Regions from separate parts of the Xenopus tropicalis genome. Here region 2 is linked to region 1. The links are chromatin contacts, called in public Hi-C maps. All regions are on one chromosome and are shown on one strand. The core of a region is the stretch at or near the end of the contact, and the rest is flanking DNA. Distances in the headings are between cores, read along the strand shown.

Region 1 (2,999 bases), core at 171-2,670:
CTGTGGGATAGCAGGTATAGTAGGGAGAGATGGTGCCTATAGTAGCAGTGGGGGGGATAATAGCCTCTGGGAAGGGACTGGGGCTGTGGGATAGCAGGTATAGTAGGGAGAGATGGTGCCTATAGTAGCAGTGGGGGGGGGATAATAGCCTCTGGGAAGGGACTGGGGCTGTGGGATAGCAGGTATAGTAGGGAGAGATGGTGCCTATAGTAGCAGTGGGATAATAGCCTCTGGGAAGGGACTGGGGCTGTGGGATAGCAGGTATAGTAGGGAGAGATGGTGCCTATAGTAGCAGTGGGGGGATAATAGCCTCTGGGAAGGGACTGGGGCTGTGGGATAGCAGGTATAGTAGGGAGAGATGGTGCCTATAGTAGCAGTGGGATAATAGCCTCTGGGAAGGGACTGGGGCTGTGGGATAGCAGGTATAGTAGGGAGAGATAGTGCCTATAGTAGCAGTGGGGGGATAATAGCCTCTGGGAAGGGACTTTGGGATAGTAGGTTTAGGTCAGTCCTTTTTCATAGAACATAATAAAAGGCACCTCACTTACCTGTCGTAACAGTTGAAATCATCCAGCCAGCACCCTTTCTTCACCAGCTCTATGAAGCCCGAGTTGTTCCTCCAAGATGCATAACAGTGGAGTCGCTTGTCCTTCTCCCCTTCGCAGCTTTCTACCCCACTTTGGTTGGTTTTCTCCAGCTCCCAGTTGGCATTGTAATAGATGCACTCCCTCGTCTCCACCTCGTCATGTCCGGAGCCTGGGGCCGAGGGAAATACAGAGTCAGTCACAGTTGTGCCAATTCACACATAAGCAGCAGAAGGTATCATTTAGAGTGGATGAAATATTATATATATATATATATATTTCATGTAACATAGAATGCATTCTCACAAACATTACCAGGCAGAAGCGAGTGGAAACATTCATTGTGAGAAAAGCACAAAATAAATCGGAGACAAAAAGTGGAGCCAAGTAGACGGCATTTTCCTCGAAAACAGCTTCTCAAACGCCGCCGCTGCCAAGATCGTGTAAACACTGGGCACGGAAATAACAGCCATTGTCTGAGCCGCTGCCTGGCAGAATAACCCATTCAGGCCAAGATTGCTGGGCCCAAAAGATTTGAGGAAAGGGACCAGAGGTGCCAAAATCTGCACAATAGGCAGGAGAGGGTCCCGAAATGGGGGGGGGCAAACCTTGTCAATACAACAAATCGGGGACTTTCAATAATTTTAGTTTATGATGTTAAACACATAAATCTTGCAATCTAAATATTCTGAATAATTACAATTGTTTTAGGTCTTAACAGCTGATGCTTCTTTATAGGTAAAAGCAAAGATGGCACAAATGGAAACACGGGTATCAGTCTGACATGCACAGAAATACCAGTCATTCCCCTTCCATGCTCTAGAGGGAGCACTTGTTCCACTAGGCAGCCGAGCCATGTAAAATGCATGTTCCAAGACACAAGGTGCATATAAATACTAAGTTACTGTCCTTTCAGCTGTTGCTAAATACACTTCCCAGCATGCTCAGCAAGTCACTATGGTATTCATTAGGAAAGGTCATATGGTTAATTAAACAACCCCTAATAAAGCAGCTGCCATACTGATATTGTCTGTGTTATATATTAATGGTTAATAAAACAACCCTTAACTACTATTAGCCAATGCCATTACATTATTTTGAGAAATAAAAGATAATCGACCAATTAAAAGGGCTGGAAAATCTTAGCTTATACCTTACTAGGAGAGTATATATATATATATATATATATATATATATATATATATATATATATATATATATATATATATATATATATATATATATATATATATATATATATATATATATATTACTCTGGGGTGACTGACAGCTCTACAGAACATGGGGAATGAGAGAAAGGTAATCATTGCATAAACCCCTATAGGTTCATGGGGCACTCACTCATAACCTGCCCTAGTATACGGACCCAGTTACATTTCCCTTATGATACCATCTTGCCACTATTACAGTGCTTTCAGCTAACCTATTGTTTCTCCTACTCCCATGTAACTGGAGGAGTCCCAAGCCGGACTTGGATTTCTTACTATTGCTATTCTGATACCTACTGGGAGCTGCTATCTTGCTCCCTTCCCATTGTTCTGCTGATCGGCTGCTGGGGGGGGGGGGGGGGGGGGAATATCACTCCAACTTGCAGCGCAGCAGTAAAATGTGCCTGAGTCTGAGCTTTCAGCCAGCGCTACACATTAGAACTGCTTTCAGCTAACCTATTGTTTCTCCTACTCCCATGTAACTGGAGGAGTCCCAAGCCGGACTTGGATTTCTTACTATTGAGTGCTATTCTGATACCTACTGGGAGCTGCTATCTTGCTCCCTTCCCATTGTTCTGCTGATCGGCTGCTGGGGGTGAGGGGAGGGGGGGGATATCACTCCAACTTGCAGCGCAGCAGTAAAGTGTGACTGAAGTTTATCAGAGCACAGGTCACATGGCTGTGGCACCCTGGGAAATGAAGAATAAAGCTAGCCCCATGGGAAAAACAGATTACAATGCAGGATTCTGCTGGAGAAGCTCTATTAACTGATGGGTTCCCTGGCAAATCTGATGGTGGCCCATCTTAAACTTGCCACCGGCATTTATTTGCCCCTGGTAATATGGCAGTTAAGTCAGGGCTCTCATCCTGCACACCGCTTGTACCCCCTACAGGCAGCGTAGACGTCTCTAAGGCAAATACATCAGGTTCCAAAGTGCAACCAACGGTCTCCCCTGGCTTTACAAGTTCTTCTGGCCAGATGCTCAACCAACTGAGAGTTCTAGTTCAGCTATAAATGGATGCGCTGTTACTACACATACAGTCAAATTCAGGAAGGAATCATGGTATTAAGAACCACCGTACAAAAAAAAAAAAAAGTAAAGCAATTTTCTATTGATTTTTTTTCCCACCGAGAAACCCAATTTCTTAGGAATTGGGAACAAAAAAACAGAAATGACCGCAGAGA
Region 2 (2,999 bases), core at 292-2,791, 70 kb after region 1:
GGGGGCATCTTTATATACCGACAACATGGCACTACACCAACATGCTACAGTAGGGCATGGTACTGAGGTACTATGGCACTATAACAATGCAGTATAGGGGGCATCAATGTATGGGGGTTGGCACTGTAGGGTGACACTACAGGAAGGCATCGCTATATGGAGGGGGTACTGTATCCATATTAATGTATTGAAACATTACAATAACAGTCCACGGTCTATAATAAGAGAAAGGGGGCAATGCAACCATAGGAGGTTGGCACTATACAGAGAGACCACTATAAGGGGGGGCACTGTGCACATAAATAGCTGCCTGGTACTGTATGGGGGTATTAACTGCCATGGGTGCCATGATTAAACAGAACCGCAAGCTAAAAATATACCAATATCTTACAAATCTAGGAAACATCTAAAAATAACCCCCCCCCAAGCAACGTGACTATGGGAGGGCATGTTATGTTTGATATCACTACCGAGTACTACAGATCTCCCAGTCACAAATCAAAGGCAAATGAGTCATCTCACAAAAATAGCCCCCCCCCCCCCCCCCCATGGAAGGAAGATCACAACGCTTCATTAATACAAGATGAGCCCCCCCCTTACACTGGGCATTATCAGGGATGGGGGGAAAGGGGACACCAGAAGGAAACAAAAGCCTCCCGTTATCAGACGCGATCCAATCGCTCCCGAGGTGAAATCAAGGTGTCCAATCAAGAGCAATCACAAGCGACTGAGCGCTCACATCGGGCTGGAGTAACACATGGCATAGTACTATCAACAATGCACGGCAGCTCTGACACAGGGGGGGGTGGGGTGCGCTGGGAGAGAGAGAGCAGGCCGCCCCCACCCCCACCCTACATTATTGATGGGATCATGGTGGTCTTAACCCCTTAACAGCCAGAAAACGCCAGTCCCATCAGTGTTACATTGTATTTGTAAATAAAGCAGCTGCGGCCCACCGAGAGCCGGGGGGGGGGGGGGGGTAAAAACACGTGTATTTCTACACACAATGGGGCCCCAGTGACTGCTGGGAGTTGTAGTTCGATAAAAGCATAAAAACAAAAATCGCCCTCTGTTTATAAAGAAGTTACTCGGGGTAAAGGGTTCTGTTATCCGGAGATAGCCTTTGCTCAATATGCCTCTGGCAGCGCAGAGGTTAAAGCCAAGGCAAGTTGGCCACAAGTTGCCCTCTCGGAGGAGGGGTGTTGCCCCCACCACAATGGCACTTACCTGCGCGGAAAGTTGCGAGAAGAAGTGCAAAAGTCAGCGCTGCAGCAGCCCCCATGTTCCCGGGATGCGCCGCTCTCAGCGTCCCATTCGGCCGAGCTAATTCCTTTGCATTCGCTACGATGTATCAATTCCTCCCTCAGCGGCGCTGATTTGTAACAATGTATCAATCCCCAACAGCAGCAGCAGCGCCGAGTCGCAACAATGTAAGCGCTTTTCTTCAGCGCCGGGAGCGGGGGGGGGGCAGGGATCCAACACGCGTGGGTTCAGCCAGGCAAGGGTTAAAGGTGAGTTGTAATGTGGATCCGTGGGAATGAAATGTGTGTGAATGAGGAAAGAGCCCGGGCAGAGGCAGATCAAACAGCAGCACTATAGTGACTCCCCCCACCCCTCCTGCAAGGACTCCACCTTCTGCAGCAAGCAGATTAGCGAGGGGGGGGGGCTGGGGGTGGCACAGACTCACAGGAGCCCAAACTTCAATGTGACAGCTCCGGAGCAGGCAAGGGACGGAGGGGGGCAGGCAGGGGACGGGGGGGCAGGAATGGGAGAGGCCGGACAAGTCACCAGGTATTATTCCCTGCACTGGCTCTTCCTCCCCCCCCAAAATCCTGAACTCAGTCCAAAATGGCTTCTAAAAAAAAAACCCCAGGAGTGAGAGAGAGAGAAAGCGGAGTAGAGGCAGGAGGGAAACCCGGATGTTTGATACAAAGGCAGGGAGGGAGGGAGAGGGGTGGTAAAAGCACAGGAGGGAGGGGAGCAGGGCACGGCCCCCAGGCATGGGAAAAAGAGAAAGGGGAGGGCGATTCCTGCTCGCTGATTGGCCGGCTGCCCTGCCGCTCATTAAGCACCATGGCAGAGTAGTACGGAGGGAAAGGGAGAGGGTCCCGGGCAGTTTGTTGGGGAGAGCGAAACGTGAGCCCGGAGCAGCTCATTGTGTTCCACATGGTTCTACCGTGTATATTGTGTATTTACATGTCCGTATACACATATATATCTATCCATAGCGATATCTATCAGTTATCTATTGTCTATGGTGTCTTTAAAAGCTCTGTGATTGTCCTACCCTTGTCCTTAAATATCCTTTATTTTACATTGAACTCTCTATGTATAAAAAATATATATATATATTATATTAATATTTAATTATAATACTTAGAGTATAAGCTCTTGGAGACAGTAGCACTCAATCTGCGTAACTGTACATATTTATACATTGCCTGTCTGTAGTACTTGTAAGTGCTGTGTATAAATAAAAAGTGTTATATAAAAGAATTCTTATTTATTGATAATATATTAGTATGAATAGTATCCCTATCCTGCCCATACTGGATAATGCAGAGAGCCAAAATAAGGGGCTACTGTAGGGGGGGTTGCTGCTGGGACATAGTGGAAGAAGCATTATGGTATATAAGGGGTTAACAAGCCTTATTCTGCCTTGAGCTCGCTGCAGGCTGCCTTTGAATTTTTTACTGAAGGAATATCAGTCATGTAGAAAAGCACCAACATTTATGAGGAGTGCTAGATAATACACCCCCCTCCCCAAACCCAAAATGAAAAAGCTTGCACCAGATTAAAGGGGAAGTTATGCTCCTGAGCGCAGAGCTGCGATGCCCATAGGTTTCCGGCTGTGACAGGCAGGGGGCAGCCCACAAGCAAACGTGGACGCTCTCCTCCTCTCCTCCTCGTGGTGGCAGAACTTTCCCTTTCAAACTGCAGTTCCCTGGAATCAGACGGATTGTTAGAAGCAGAATAATAAGACCCAGTGCTGTATATTC

Evidence for each region. Hi-C and Micro-C count contacts between places; a contact is called where the count stands out from the background.
Region 2: a Hi-C map of neurula embryo shows a contact between it and region 1, with 5 times the contacts expected there. The contact joins the promoter of acvr2b here to the enhancer-like site in region 1. A contact is called at or near these places in 4 of 5 Hi-C or Micro-C datasets (gastrula embryo, liver, neurula embryo and 1 more).

Annotation. Positions count from the first base shown.
Region 1 is chr6:13,813,716-13,816,714 of UCB_Xtro_10.0, forward strand. It overlaps acvr2b (activin A receptor type 2B), which reads right to left. Exons shown (of 11, transcript NM_001006870.1): 2 at 549-756. Among named protein-coding and RNA genes, the nearest start is that of exog, 41 kb to the left of the region's middle. Within about 2 kb of position 1,421, at least 2 of the 11 cell types and tissues checked have an H3K27ac peak or open chromatin away from gene starts, as enhancers often do. A contact at or near this core is called in neurula embryo, where this site is marked.
Region 2 is chr6:13,883,228-13,886,226 of UCB_Xtro_10.0, forward strand. It overlaps acvr2b (activin A receptor type 2B), which reads right to left and starts at 1,542. Exons shown (of 11, transcript NM_001006870.1): 1 at 1,228-1,542. The coding sequence starts at 1,282.